2 separate regions of the Capra hircus genome follow, and region 2 is linked to region 1. A link is a contact called in public Hi-C data. All regions are on one chromosome and are shown on one strand. Each heading gives the region's core, a stretch centred on a gene start, on an enhancer-like site or on the middle of the called end of the contact. The rest is flanking DNA. Distances are from core to core; before and after follow the strand shown. Region 1 overlaps KIAA0922 (transmembrane protein 131-like). Region 2 overlaps RNF175 (RING finger protein 175).

Region 1 (4,470 bases), core at 1,108-3,607:
CTCTGGCCGCCCACATTCTGACCTGTCTTTCCAAGGACAGCCACTGAACAAGGTCTCGGGAGATGTGGGGAGGGTCTCAGTGTAGAGCAAGGGGCAAGTCTGCTTTGTCCATCGTGATAAAGACGTCATCTCCTACCTATTATTAAAAACCGAAACACGTAGGTTTCCTAAGCGTGGGGCTCCCTTCCTATAACACAACCACAGACCGCTGCAGGTGCAGGTGGGCCCTGCGTGCCCCCCACATCACCCCTCAAAGCCTGGGGACCTGCAGAAGTGTGCTTATGAGGCTCTCAGGCTGCTCGTTGTGCTAAGCATCTGGTGCCTCTGACCCAAGCCTCCTGTCCTCTAGCAGCATCCACAGAATCATGGCAGGCAGAGCTGAGCTCAGGTGAGCACTGCAGACCCCTGACCGGTCTCCACAGTGACGCGATCCGATTCAGACCCAACACCACCCTCTGGCTGCAGTACTAAAAACAGACAGTGAGGTGGCAACACATGTTAACTACACTCACTGTGGCGACTGTTTTGCAAAATGTACGTACACTGAAACCTGGAGGCAGGCACGGCAACCCACTCCACTGTTCTTGCCTGGAGAATCCCATGGACACGACTGAAGTGACTTAGCATGCATGCACACACATACATTGAATCACTGTATTGCTTATATGCCAGAAACTAATAAACTGCATGGATCAATTACACCTCAAAAGAACAAACAGAAGAGGAGACAGTGAGGGGAGGGGAGAGCGGAGGCAGAGGCTTGTCAGGAGATTGTGGTGATTTCCCAGGTGAGAAGTGACGGTGGCTGAGAGGAGACGCGCTCAGACTCTGGGTCTATGCAGCACAGGGGAGAAGGCTCAGCCGGGATGTGACAGCGGGGCAGGGGGCAGAGGCTGGCATGGGGGGTGAGGGGTGGGGCGGAAGAAGGGGCTTGGCACAGGCCCTGCGGACAAGGAGGGCAGTTTCTGAGGAGCTTAAGGGCCTACGTAGGGATTAACAGGTCACCAAAAAATAAGCAAACTTAATTCAACATTCAAAAAACTAAGATCATGGCACCTGGTCCCATCACTTCATGGCAAACAGATGGGGGAAAAATGGAAACAGAGACAGGTTTTATGTTCTTGGGCTCCAAAATCACTGCAGATGATGACTGCAGCCATGAAATTAAAACACGCTTGCTCCTTGGAAGAAAAGCTATGACAAACCTAGACAGCATATTAAAAAGCAGACACGTTACTTTGCCGACAAAGGTCTGTGTAGTCAAAGCTGTGGTTTTTCCAGTAGTTGTGTACGAATGTGAGAGGTGGACCACAGAGAAGGCTGAGCTGAGGAACTGATGCTTTCAGACTGTGGTGCTGGAGAAGACTCTTGAGTCCATCCTAAAGGAAATCAACCCTAAATATTCACTGGAAGGACTGATGCTGAAGCTCAAGCTCCAATACTTTGGCCACCTGCTGCAAACAGCTGACTCACTGGAAATGACCCTGACGCTGGGAAAGAGTGAAGGCAGGAGAAGGGGGACGACAGAGGATGAGATGGTTGGGTGGCATCACCGACGCAAGGGACACACGTTTGAGCAAGCTCCACGAGCTGATGGTGGACAGGGAAGCCTGGCGTGCTGCAGTCCATGGGGTTGCAAAGAGTCGGACACGGCTGAGCAACAGCAAAAGTAAACTGCAGACTGTTAACAAAGACGAGGTAACAACACACTTGAAACATACACACGACAAGCAGATGAGAAAAGATTCTCCAACTGACAGAGACACACAGGAGAAAGTGGGAGGTGCCTGCCTGCTTTGATGCAGATTCTCTTTCCTCATCATGAGCTAAGTCCTCTCTCCCCTCTATCACCCCAAAGAAAAAAGGGGCACCTCCTAAACCTTTCCAAATCTTGTCTCAGCGAATTACTGAATTTAAGTTTTTTTTTTCATAGAAAACACTTATTTTTATTGGACTCACAAATAACTTATTTCTGGTGATAATCGGACAGCACTCCAAAATGTAAGCATAAAGCCTTACGGAGCCCCCTCCTACGTTCAAAGTTAACACACTCCACTGCGCCAGGCAGCCTTTAACTTACACCAGGGACACGAACAAAATCAAGAGCTAGACGGTGCCCCTGAGGGTGACCAGCAGACGTAGCCTGCACCTGGCGAGGCAGGACGGAGGCCCAAGGAGAAAACAAGAGACGTGAGACAAGGGCACGAGAAGGGATGGGAAGGAGAGGGGAGGAGGGAGAGGGAGGAGGAGGGGGGGGGGAGGAAAGAGGGTTGAGGCCTCTGGGACAGACCCTGGGCGGAGCGGCTTTCCTTCCCACCAGCCCCAGGTCCACGCCCCGGCCACTGTCCCCACCCTTCCCCGCTGTCCCTGCTCAGAGGGGCCGCAGAGCTCAGCACGTGGCCTCAGCTCGTGCAGGGAAAGACGTGGGTGTGGTCGACGTGGCTAACGGAGGCACTGGACCCTCGGTCTGCTCCCTGCTTTTCCGCCCGCTCAGATGAGAAGGGGACCTACAGGCAGCGGCAGACCCCATCGAGGGGCCCCCACACCCGCTCTGGGGCCACAGGCCGCCTGCGCCTTGCCCCTCCAGGAACGAGGTCAGGGTCCTAGCAGAAGGGGCCCCGGCAACGCCAGGGTAGAGGGCAGGAATGCTCAGGAGCCCGAGGCAGCGGCCTCGTCCCGCCCTCACCCCTAGGCCGGCTCCGTCTGCCCTCAAGCTCCCCGGCCAGCAGGGTGGCGTGGACACCTGAGCAGGAGGCACGGGCCTCACCTTGATCTTCAGCAGCAGCAGGCCCAGTGGGGAGGCTGGGGCAGGGAGCGTCCGCAGGCGTGGGGAGGCTGCTCACGTCACTGGGGGAGAGCAAGGTGAAGAGAAGCCGCTGAGTGTCTGCAAACAACTCTGACTGGGGCTCGACATAAATCCTTCCCCAACCAAAACAGAGAGATACTGTAGACATGAAGGCATACACCCAAAAAAAGGCTGAAGAATATTAGGTTCCTAAGAGCCAGCCAAGTCGTGTTTTAATAAACAGCAACCGCGCAAGTTTAAAGTAACTCAGATGGTCCGCAGTTTCCAGTTGGCCCCACTGCCGCTGGCAGCAACCTTCTACCCTGTGTTTATTCTCTACCCCGAACAGAAAGAGCTCACGTAGAGCCTTCCTCATCCAATTTCATTTCTGTGACATCCCCCTGTCCTGTGGCACCTAAAACCTAACTGCCCCCTCACTGTGAAACTCAATCCACCTTACATACCCTACCCCGCCCACCCCGCTCAGTAAATGGGCTTGTTTATGTTGTCTGACGCTGTGGAAATCATCACACAGTGAAGCTGTAAACATGTGACTTCTACTAGGTCCTTGCACATTTCTAAGACCCATCAATGCTGTTTTATTTCAAGACCCAGCAGAGTACCTGGCTCCCATTCTTATTATAACTACTGTTCTTCCTCCTTTCAGGACAGAGAATTCTTCTAACAGCCGTATCACTGAAAGGACCAGGGATACCAGAGATGCTCCTGCACGAATGTGTTACCTTGGAAGGATTGTATGCTTTGAATTATTAATAAAATTAATTCTACTCTCTCATATCATTAAAAGGTTTTCCTATTTTTAGCCTGCAGAACTGAAAACAAAGAAGACAGACACAAAATGAAAAAAACAAAAAAGCAGTACTTGAAACATATTATAAAAGCTGGAATACCAAACACTTACGTGGGATTGCAGATGTTACGAGAGAGATTCAAGGAGATGGGAGCTTCAGAAGAAAAGTCATTTTGTAAAACACTGTCTCCTGCATAAAAATAAAAAGACGATCAGAACTTTTTACAAGCATAATTTAACTGTATCTATTCTGCATTTAAGATGCAGATTGCTAACATTATTAACCTCCTTGAGGGACTTGTTTTTCACTATTCACACATTCAGTAATTTTTTAATTAAAAAACCTTTAATGTATAAATATATACAAAATTGGGATCATACTTTAAAAACACTTTCTGCTTTTGGTCGTTACATGATTATTACATTGGGGAAATTTTCTGATATTTATTATGCAACTTCCAAACACAACTAGACTGCATCTAATGCCCTGTGTCACAGTAAGGCATCAGTCACTCACTCTTCTCTCTCTCTTACTGCTGGCTGCATCCCACAGGCAAGAGCTGCTTTTCTGTTCTTGTTCATGTTAAGCACCAGTTTAAAAACACCCCCATTGGCATCAACAGCCAAACTGCCTTCAATGGCCAAGAACACCAAGCCCACCACCAAACAAAATGCTGCAATCCGCCCTGCACCCAAGCCTGCCTGCGCTCCCCACGCGGGTGGTGTCGTGCCTGCTCAGGAGGGGCTGGGGAACTGCTGATGACTTGTGTGTCAGGCAAGGGACAGCTGCAGAGAGATGTCTGCTGCATGCGCGTGGCACTGAGATTTTATGGGGGTCACTAGGCAAGCAGTGTCTGAAAAGATGCCTGCAGGG
Region 2 (4,470 bases), core at 1,103-3,602, 110 kb before region 1:
AGACTCAGGCTCCTCTTCCCTGCTGTCCCTTCCCCCAAGCCCGGGGGAAAGGGGGGAACTGAGAACTTAGGAAAGCTTTGTAATCAAAGCTTAGAAAACCCCCAGTTTGAAATTCCCAATCGCTTCTCATGAGTCCTGCCTACTTTTCTTGTCTTGCTAACTGTCCAAGAGCTGAGGGCTTATGCAGCTGACTTCTTTGCCGGTTGCAGCCTGCAGCAGGAGAGGACGTACGAGATGCACCGGGGACACGAGGCCATGCACGTGGAGATGATCTGGGTCTTCCTCTGCGCCCTGGTCGTTGCCCAGGTAGCGCTGGCGCAGTGGAGACAGAGGCACGGCCGCTCCTACAACGTGAGTCGCCCCCGGGGGCCGCTGGAAGCCGCTCCTCTTGCCCACGCATCCCTCTTCTGTTACCGCTTTGACGGAGATGGTTTGGTTTAAGTCAGTGGCTCTCAGCCCCGTGCAGTTTTGCCCCCGGGAGACTCTGAGCAACATCTGGAAACATTTGTGATTGTCACGCCTTAGCAGGAGGGAAGCGGTGAGGGGAGCGGCTACTGGCATGTAGCGGTAGAGGCCAGGGATGCCACTCCACACGCAAGAATAGCTCCTCATGACAGAAACACCAATGGTGCCAAGGCTGAGAAACCCAGGCTTAAGTGAGCCTACTTTCCTTTGGGGCATGAACTATTTTCTGCCAATGGCCCAGGACAGGAGGATTAGGAACGGCAGAAACGAAAGGCTGAGGCTGTCTGACTTGGCTTCATCAGCATTAAACTCTCTTGGCATGGATGGTTTCTGTCCCCAGGGGGGACGGGGGAGCGTGGTAAAGCAGACCCTGAGCTGACCTTTTCCACATGGAGCAGGATCCTGTTGTCACAGACCCCTCCCACCTAGCACGCCCACTGGAACCTCCCCATCTCATGGCCTCAGTCATGGCCTGGGCTTGTTGGACCTGAGACAGGCGCTGCCATGCTGAGAGCAGAGCTGCTCACAGTCTGGGTGCAGCAGAATCAGCTGGGGGAGTCGTTAAATGAGACGCCCAGGTCCCACCCCCAGAGTTAAATGAGATGCCCAGGTCCCACCCCCAGAGTTTTTTCACTCCATGTAGGCCAAATAACTTGCACGTGGAACGAGTTCCCAAGTGGTACAGACGTTACTGGTCCAGGGATGGCACTCTGAGAACCAGCGATGCAGGCCTGAGAATGGGCTGGGTGGGGAGGTGCTGGAGAGGAGAAGGGCCCGCAGTTCACGCTCTCCACGGCCCGGGGTCTCAGACTGGTCATTGTATCAGAAAACTTGCCTGTGACAAATGAAGTGCTGGCTTAGACAAGTATTTTATTTTCTTTCCACCCATCGTAAAAATTCTTTCCTACATAGCACGGGACTGAAATGAACTCCTCTAAGTTTCCTCTAATATGTAAATCTAAGTTAATTTTGGCCATTTTATTTAGAAAGGGGAATCTTGGGAGATTTTCGTTTGTTTCTTAAGCAGATGCACCCATGGGCTGTCATGTCACCTCTGTCTTGTCAATTAGAATGAACACCCTCTGTATTCCACTTGGACGAATTTTCTTCAATGAAGGAGAGTAGGATTGAACCTCATCAGTTATTCTCTCTCATATCAAAGAAAAAGCCCCTTAAATATATGGTGTCCTTATCTTCAAAATGGAAACAGCTAGCATAGAATTTCTAGAGTCCTTAAAAAGAAACCTGGATCTTTTTTTAATATAAATCCATTTATTTTTAATAGGAGGTTAATTACTTTACAATATTGTATTGGTTTTGCCATACATCAACATGTATCCACCACAGGTATACACGTGTTCCCCATCCTGAACCCCCCTCCCTCTTCCCTCCCCGTACCATCCTTCTGGGATGCACCAGCCCCAAGCATCCAGTATCATGCATCAAACCTGGACTGGCGGCTCATTTCATATATGATATTGCGCATGAGAAATCTGGATTCTTAAGGAAAGGGTTTGTAGCCCTGTTCCATCCTTCCTTTATAACTGATAATTACCTCTGAGGTTGTATGAGTTCTGTTTTCACAAAGACACAGATGTGGATTTACTTAGAAAGAAATCCCCTTTGAAAGGAAACACCACATCAGCCAACTGACTTGAACGGTATCCCACCACTCCTCTGCCATTTTTATTTGGTGATTTTTGAGGTCCCTCATGCTAGAAAGGACCTGTCCTCGTGTCTGACGGAGTTGCTCATATGGAAGCTGAAGCTGCCGCTGCCTCCATCACTGTGGAGATTCACGCACTGGCTGCACCGGCCATGAGCACTCAGGGCCCCCTTGGAGGACTTGCTGCTGCTGGCAGTTCTGAGCCTGACGGCTGGCTACAGCTGTTGGCCGGCGGGAGTGGCCTTCCCAGGTGTTCCCCGATGCTCACTGCACAAGCTGTACTGCCCAGGACGCCTCTCCAGGGACCTTGCTTTTGACTGTGCTCTCCCCCCCAGAACTGGGCTCCCGCAGTCACTCCCTTCTCCCCGAGGCGCTGGTACTGTGTCCTGCCACACAGCTGCACTGCTCAATGTCTACTCAGATGCGCTCTGTGGTCCTGAGGATACTTTGGAGGTAACCAGGTGACTGTGAGCGTTGCATCCCTTAGGGTGGCCCATTGTGACAAAGCCGGGAGCCTAAGGATGCCTTCAGTGGTCAAGCACAGATTTGGGTTCCCAAAGGAACTCTTCTGGGTTAGCACAAAGATGCACCTGGCCTCCAGAATCTTCTCTACTCCTTTGCCCATCATAGTCCATCTACGGTTATTGCATGGCCCCAAAGGAACAGGTGGAGAGACCCTGTGTGTCTCTGATGACAGTCTTTGGCTCAGGTAAGATCCGGCGTGTGAGGCTGACCATTCCCATGCCGATGCTTTGGCTTTACCCCTTGCTCTGTGTACCTTCTTGGAGGCTCACTGCCAGAGCCGTCATCAGAACTCGGCCATCTCAGGAGCCCTTGGTGACATCCGCAAACATTGGGGCTGGAAATAGTTCCCAGAGCACCTGTAGCTGACTCCAGCACTGGTTGCCAGCTTTTTCACTGTGGTTTGCATGAACTGTATCCAAAAACCATTCAGGTTAACATCTTTGGTATGAAATTTGATGGACATGTTTCCATAAAAGCTGACCTAAACAGCCTTGTCATCCAAAAATAACCCAACTTGTTTTTAACATATAACCTAACTTTAAACTTGGGCTTCCCTGGTGGCGCAAATGGTAAAGAATCTACCTGCAATGCAGGAGACCTGGGTTCGATCCCTGAGTTGGGAAGATTCCCTGGAGGAGGGCATGGCAATCCGCTCCAGTATTCTTGCCTGGAGAATCCCCATGGACAGAGGAGCCTGGCGGTCTGCAGTCCATGGGGTCATGATGAGTCAGACATAGCTGAGTGACTAAGCGCAGCACAGCACTTTTAACTTGTTTCTTTTGGCATTTAAGATTATGCAGGACCTACCAGAACTAGAGCTTTTAATATGTTTATAAGGTTCAGGAAGCTTCTGGCTCTTTTTACAAGGGACCATATAGTGAAGTTTTTGATGAAACTTCATGAATTAATGCTGTAACCTTCACCAATACATTAATAATATATCACTATATATAACATATTAACTATAATTACTATGATATAGTGTAATAATATACTATAATAGTTACTCCATAATAATTATTATATTACTATAAAATATATATGAAATACCATATATAAATTTATATGTAACTATTATATATTATTACAGTTGTGATTAAGTGCTTTTTGTACATTATCTAACTTACCCTGGGAGGTAGTAATTTTTTTACTCCCTTTGTGAAATATAGTTCAGAGAAATTAAATAACTTGGTCAAGGTCACATAACTCATTAGCTGCAGAGAGGAAACAAAAATCCAACCTCATTAGTTGTTTTCTCTTACATCAAGGCTATTGATATTCCTTTAACATCTCTGAATCACGCTTTCCTTATCTGCAAAATGTAAACACTGCAAATAAGAGGAGCTTCCTAGGTGACACTAGGGGTAAAGAATACGTCTGCCAATGCAGGAGACATAAGAGACGCAAATTGGATCCCTGGGTCAGGAAGATTCCCTGGAGGAGGGCACAGCAACCCACTCCAGTATTCTTGTTTCGAAAATCCCTTGGACAGAGAAGCCTGACAGGCTACGGTCCCTGGGGTTTCAAAGAGTCAGACATGACTGAAGCAACTTAGCACCCATGCATGCAGATAAGAGCCCAACTTCCAGACTTGAGACTCAAAACACTTCCCTGTGAGAATTTCTAGACACACAGAGAATGTTCAGCACCATCAGTTGACTCTGAATGCATTCAAGGGATATGACTTGTAAATAACATTTGTGTAAATTTAACCATACACTGTAAAAGCAGTTTACTAATAAAAGAATGCTTTTCTGAATGCTTTTGTAAAGCTAAAGTGAATACCACCCCTCCCCCGTTAATCTACATTCTCC

Evidence for each region. Hi-C and Micro-C count contacts between places; a contact is called where the count stands out from the background.
Region 2: a Hi-C map of blood shows a contact between it and region 1, with 2.3 times the contacts expected there. The contact joins two enhancer-like sites. A contact is called at or near these places in 2 of 5 Hi-C or Micro-C datasets (both in blood).

Annotation. Positions count from the first base shown.
Region 1 is chr17:66,809,493-66,813,962 of ARS1.2, reverse strand. It overlaps KIAA0922 (transmembrane protein 131-like), which reads right to left. Exons shown (of 35, transcript XM_018061620.1): 30 at 3,708-3,786; 31 at 2,768-2,847. Among named protein-coding and RNA genes, the nearest start is that of TRNAC-GCA, 6.3 kb to the left of the region's middle. Within about 2 kb of position 2,357, at least 1 of the 5 cell types and tissues checked has an H3K27ac peak or open chromatin away from gene starts, as enhancers often do.
Region 2 is chr17:66,919,308-66,923,777 of ARS1.2, reverse strand. RNF175 (RING finger protein 175) reads left to right here. Exons shown (of 9, transcript XM_018061623.1): 3 at 210-351. Among named protein-coding and RNA genes, the nearest start is that of RNF175, 15 kb to the left of the region's middle. Within about 2 kb of position 2,352, at least 1 of the 5 cell types and tissues checked has an H3K27ac peak or open chromatin away from gene starts, as enhancers often do.